Linked DNA regions of Mus musculus: region 1 is linked to region 2. Evidence: chromatin contacts called from public Hi-C data. All regions are on one chromosome and are shown on one strand. Each heading gives the region's core, a stretch centred on a gene start, on an enhancer-like site or on the middle of the called end of the contact. The rest is flanking DNA. Distances are from core to core; before and after follow the strand shown. Region 1 has its middle 19 kb from the start of Gm26839. Region 2 has its middle 18 kb from the start of Foxn3.

Region 1 (2,946 bases), core at 205-2,704, 76 kb before region 2:
TCAATGAGGTAGAAAGACAGAATCAGCCTCTGAGAGTTGTCTGCTGGCCTCCACGTGTGTGTGCACACAATACACACACACACACACACACACACAGAGAGAGAGAGAGAGAGAGAGAGGGAGAGAGAGAGAGAGAGAGAAGAGCTAGGTACCGTTCCCATCTTTTAGGAGCCCCGTACTTCCTTTCCCTTTATTGACTTTAGGTTTTGCTTAAGCAGGCAGACCTTCTACCTCCAGGCCAGAGTTTAGCAAATCTACAACCAAGGCGCTCGCCAGCTCTGAAGGAGTCCCAGGGCTGCAGGACATCTCAGCTTGACTGGACCCCGGCTGCTGGCCTCAGTGTCCCCCAAGTTAACGCATTAATCCCTTTGTTGTTAGGCTCCCCGTTGCCAGTGCTTCATTTTTATGTTCTGTTGCTTAGAAAACGACAGTGACATATGGACGGAAGTTAAATTGTTGGAATCATATTCTGTTTTCTTTTCGCTGAGTGGTTTTCTTTCTCCCATGCCATGTACTATGGATGGGAAAGTCCCCTGACATTGCTGTAACTCTGATCTATTATCCACCTGCTAGGATGTAAACACTGTGCATGTGGCAAATCGCTTTATATGCCAATAAAGCCTGTGTTTTGGAAAAATGTCGGACTGTTTGTATCCAAAACATTGTTTGGAATCAAGTTCTCTAAAACAGGCAAATTAAGAATAGGAAGTGATATCCTGAATAGCATCATTAAAATTCCAGGAAAGGACAGACATCTTGCAAATGCAAGATGTGGTGAGGCTATAATTAGGCAGCAACCACACCACTGGTCTGCTTGAGAATACTGCTTCTCCTTAGACTCTGTTCCTGTCTGACCAAGAAGAGTCACTGTAAGGATGATCCAACAGGCAGGGCTAGCCTTCTCAAAGGCTACTACACCAGGCCCTTCACTACTGTGGCTTTTTCTTTTATAAAATAGGGGATAGAATTTTGTACAAAAGAGCAGAGTATAGCATTTTAAAATAAACTAGAGGAAGAGAAGGAGGCATACGGCTTGTCATATAGAGCTTGTCAGGTTTTTTTCTCCACTCCAAAACTTCCCAGACATGTATTAGTATACACACACACACACAAAATCTGTCTTATTTACTAAATCTCAGGGCATCAATGACATACAGGACCTGACAGACTGACATCATAGTGAGTTCCATCTTGCTGATGCCGTGAGGTACTGAGTGTCCCTGCCCCAGTGAGCATTTGTTCCTTTCTCTCTTTAGCATCAAATAGCACAAAGGAAAGAGTCAAGAACTAATAATTTTCCTATGGGCACCGTGGTCTTTAAGTGTGTATTTTTAGCAGAGGGCGTCCTTTGTTGTGGTTAGGTTGACCAAACATTCTGCTTTGTTTGTGGTGCTTCTGGTCTGTGCCCGCAGACGCAGTGAGGTCCCCACTGATGTCTATTTTTATCTCCCATCAGCGTCCTCATTTGCATGATAAGTTTTGCTCACCTAGCTAGCTCGCTCGCTCGCTCGCGTGGGCTGTCAGTGTGTCTAACATTAGCAGATGTAGTTTGTTCAGGTCTCCTCTTCTGCAGAGAAAAGTTGCTTACAATCAAAAAGAAGAAACAAAACAAAACCGGAGTCCTGGAGATCCATCAAGGCATTGAGGAACAAGGTTGAAGGTGAAAACCCACAGAAGGGAAGCTGAGCCTCTGGGCCTGTTTCCTGTTACTAGTGTGACTTTGTTAACCAATATCCATAATTCATATATCCAGAGGGCTAAAATGTAAGACAAACAATTGACCTTTTGGAATACTTGCTGCGGTTAAATCCCAGGAGAGCATGCTTTCTGGGGTGATAGAAACGACCTAAGATTGGATTCAGAGAAGGCTATGATGGTATGATTGGATTCATGAAAACCATTAAATGAATCCTTGTAGTTGGTGACTTTAATGGCGTGTAAATGGCTTCTTGTACTCCAAGGAAGTGTTTTCGGAGGCGAAATGGATGGATTCAATAAAGGGGATGCCAGTGAAGAGAGAATTGGTGACTTAGAAGATGGAGCAGAAGGAAATAAAGCCCAAGGCTGGAGTGTACTTCTGTGGGGCCCTGGAGTCTGTCCTCAGTGCCAAAGTAATAATGAGATAGCAACAAGAACAGTGACACCGGGAGGTGGCAGCACAGACAATAAACAAGATCATGAAGACATAAAATGTGGTAGGAATACCCCACAGATATGTAACTGTATATTCATCAAGAGAGAGAAAATGAGACAGAAGAGGTGTTTGTGGGGGGCAGTGTTTCAGGTTTTGTTGTTTCTGTTCTATTTTGTTTTGTTTTGTTTTGTTTTGAAGCAAGCTCTCCCACCGTAGCCCTGGCTGGCCTAGAATTCTCTATGTACAACAAGCTGGACTGAATTCACAGAGGTCCACCTGTTTCTGCCTCCCGAATGCCAGGATTAAATGCACGTGCCCCCATGCCCAGCTTCAAGTTTCTGTAACCCTTATTTATTTACTGTGGGTGTATGTGTGCGTAGGGAGGGGCACATGCTGTGACTGTGTGTGAAGGTCAGAGGGCACTTTATGAGATTTGGCTTTCTCCTTAAACCATGTGGGCCCTTGGGATTGAACTAAAGTTGTCAGGCTTGGCAATGTGCAACTTGACCTGCTGAGCCATCTCACAGGCCCAGAGAATGTTGGGGAAGCCCTAAGATATGGAACAGTGTACATACATATATACATATATATGTGCTCGTGCACACATACTCTAGCATTGTACAATTCTGAAAACAAACAGTAGTTAGAGTTAGGACCAGCAACTATTTGCCTTAATGGAGCCACCATGAGACTGACAGCAGAGTGTCTTAATGGAAACAATAAGGATCAGGTGGAAGTGGAACTTTTTGTGTGTCATTGCTGAAGGAAAACAACTGTTTGTCAGGTTCAGCATCTAAGACTCTTCAAGATTG
Region 2 (2,970 bases), core at 465-2,964:
CTACACTGCTTACTGATAAAATGGGATTATGATATTTTTCTTATTTCACAGTTAGGTTGCTGCAGCTTCATTATCTAAATGCTTTGAAAAGCTATTCTTAAATGTGTGATCTCTGAGCTTACGTCACTATAGACTGGCACAGCCTTGTGTGGGGGTGTGTGTGGGTGTATGCATGTGAGCGTTCGTGTGAATGAATGTGGGGGGGCAGTGTGCCACTGAGCTCATGGAGGGGTCAGAGGACAGCCTGAGGTGTCTGTCCTACTCTGCATGGATTACTTGGAGCAGAGGCACCAGCAAGACATTACTCTTTCCTTGCTGTTTCTGAATTAGCCGCACACATCCCTTTATATGTGTATATCAGCAGCATGACCTAATAAAGTTAGAGTCCGTATCTTTCAGACTGTGTTTAGAGTATCCCCTTACAGTAAAGTTAAGACAGGGTGATGTGTGGTTTATAATCCGATAGAAAGAACAGTTCGGCCAAGCCTTCGCTCCACTCTTGAATGATTATTGGGTCTTGGTTTTTAGATGTCAAATTCTCAAATTTCTCCAGTGTTTCCTGGCTTGCTAAGGACTGTCACAGAAGGCAGTCCTCATTTGTCACTGTTACTTTCTATCCATGGGGCAACTTGATCATTCTTTCCCCTGCCCGGCAGCTCCTTACGTTACCACCCTGGAATTCCACATGAGGTGGCTATGGTCTAGTGTGCTTCAGACCCTCACCACTGTGCTTTGAGGGTGACTTTCTGGAGTCTCCTCACTGGCTGCGGTATCAGTCGCTGCCCATGCCGCTCAAGGCAGATGGGTTAGGGACAGTAGTTGGTGAGGTGGGCTAGAGTCAAGCAAATACTACCATCAGAACAGTAACACTGTTGGCCATACTTTGTTAGGCTGCAGAGAAAAGATCTGGCTATTACAACCCCATCAGGAGGTAATTCATGTATCACACACCTCCCCACACCTGTTGTAATTCACTGCCTGAGATGGAGGTCATCCCAGATCTCAGATGCTGCTATCCTGGCGATGATGTGCGTGCTTGACCACGGGTTCATTTGTCTGCCTCAGGAGCTCTTGGAGAGCTTTGGGTGCTGGATCCAAGAGAGGGGCTCTGGGTCAGAGTTGAATTAATTGGGGTCAGAGGAGAGGGGTCCCTGGCTACAGATGCTGTGAGAAGACGTGTGCTTGGTAGGAGGAGTAGATTCTCACGTGTCATCTTAGGGACATGCCATGCCAAAGAGAGGATGTCTGTGAAGCCTCAGCTCCCAGACTCCCTCCAGACCTGAGGTTCTAGTTTGTTTCAGATGGAGGATGGGGTCAAGGGGAGGAGTAGAATAATGGTGGTGGCTAGACAGGGCTGAAGCAGAGGTGCCAGCCTTCTCTCCTGGAGCCACGGTTCTGGAATTATTCTCTTCCTGTCCTTCAGGGATGAGCGCATTCCCCTGTTCGCTGAGCTAATGGAGGTGTTTGCCCACTGAGAACCGTGGCCAGGTCAGATCCAAAACCAAAGCCCCTCCTCACCAATGTTGTGGTCAGGTTTCTCAGCTCTGTCACAAGTCCACATTCACTTCCTCCCCCGCCCCCGCCCTCCCAAGCATGGAAAACAAAGTACTCGGTTTTTGGACTCTTTTTGTGGTGACGTCGCCAGCCTGTACTTGCGGTGGTTTGGGTCTCAGACATGTGGCTTGGTGAGCGAGCCAAGCGCGAGGCGATGGAGTTTGTTCTTATGTGAGTTAGTGCCCTCTGCAAGCACGGAAGTGGATTAGCCGTGCACACGACCACACAGTCTTTTGTGTGGTCTCTGACGGAATGACCCAGTTAGAGGCCTGGCCCAGGGACAGATGGGCAGGGCTGAGGAGCTCTGACAGGGCTCCTTCCCAGTTCTGTTACAGGGGTCCCTCCCATCCCTCTCTGGGTGCACACCACCATCAGAGCCAGAGGGAGAGTCCCTGCCCGTGGGCTTGGCTTTTGCCCATTTCCTTTGTGGCTGCTCAGATAAACAGAAGGGTGCAAGCAGCGGATCCGATGAGCGTGATAGGAGAGATGATTGATTTCACAGCATTGCTGGTCGGGTTTGGAGGCAGCCATTGCGAGGCCCCGCAGCTTTTCATCCATGGTCACCAAACTTGAGCATTTTTTTTTTTTTTTTTTTAGGAAATCTCTTTGTGAATACACTCAATGTGGCCAGAGCCATCATCCCTCCCTTAGCAGTGACGCAGAGGACTGCTGGGCTCTATGTCCAGTAGCCTATCGAGAATCACACTTGAACTAGCCAGGCTGCCCTGGGAGGCTAGCCCCTGACGTCCTCGTGTAATTGTCTCACACATGGGCAAGTGGTTCGATCTATAAAACGTGTGGTTGCTACGAATGACTGTTGTTGGTAAGGAGAGCTGGAAGCATTCTCTTTTCTAGATTACCTTTCAAATATTCAAATCCATGCACCAGCAGCATATGGCTAGAATCCCTGCCGCACCCCCCAACCCCTCCACTCAGATGTCTTCCAATGTGCTTCAATGAATTCCAAAGCCACATCAGGTTTGCATTTTGAAAATGCCAACTGTATACTAACTGAATGTGAGAGATGAAGAAATCGTTCATATTTTTTTTTAAAGAAATGGTGTTTCTGCATTCATATAGAAACCAGCTGTATGGATTTCTTTCTCTTTTTTCTATCTTTTTTTTTTTTTAGCATAGTGGTTCATTTACATTTTGATATTGTTGAATAAATAATGTCACTGAGGGGTTCTTAGCTAATTTTCAGTACGGCAGACCACGGCTGGACCTGTCACGCCCCCTCAGCCTCCTCAAATTTAGGTCTAGAAGTACAACTCCATTTGCTGTCTTCCTTCCTTCCTTCCTTCCTTCCTTCCTTCCTTCCTTCCTTCCTTCCTTCCTTCTTTTCGGAGGGATTTGAGACAGGATTTCTTTATGTAGCCCTGGCTGTCCTAGAACTCACTCTACTGTAGGCCAGGC

The links. A called contact is a pair of places that touch in the nucleus more often than the background predicts.
Region 1: a Hi-C map of granulocyte-monocyte progenitors shows a contact between it and region 2, with 1.5 times the contacts expected there. The contact joins two enhancer-like sites. A contact is called at or near these places in 2 of 39 promoter capture datasets (hippocampal neurons and liver), 13 of 484 Hi-C or Micro-C datasets (B cells, CD8 T cells, the N1E-115 cell line and 9 more), 1 of 115 datasets of contacts at active chromatin or transcription factors (memory CD8 T cells) and 1 of 9 other capture datasets (adipose tissue).

Annotation. Positions count from the first base shown.
Region 1 is chr12:99,543,194-99,546,139 of GRCm38.p6, reverse strand. It overlaps a transcript of Foxn3 not described here. Among named protein-coding and RNA genes, the nearest start is that of Gm26839, 19 kb to the left of the region's middle. Within about 2 kb of position 1,454, at least 35 of the 459 cell types and tissues checked have an H3K27ac peak or open chromatin away from gene starts, as enhancers often do. A contact at or near this core is called in B cells, adipose tissue, granulocyte-monocyte progenitors and 2 more, where this site is marked.
Region 2 is chr12:99,466,960-99,469,929 of GRCm38.p6, reverse strand. It overlaps a transcript of Foxn3 not described here. Among named protein-coding and RNA genes, the nearest start is that of Foxn3, 18 kb to the right of the region's middle. Within about 2 kb of position 1,714, at least 149 of the 459 cell types and tissues checked have an H3K27ac peak or open chromatin away from gene starts, as enhancers often do. A contact at or near this core is called in B cells, adipose tissue, granulocyte-monocyte progenitors and 2 more, where this site is marked.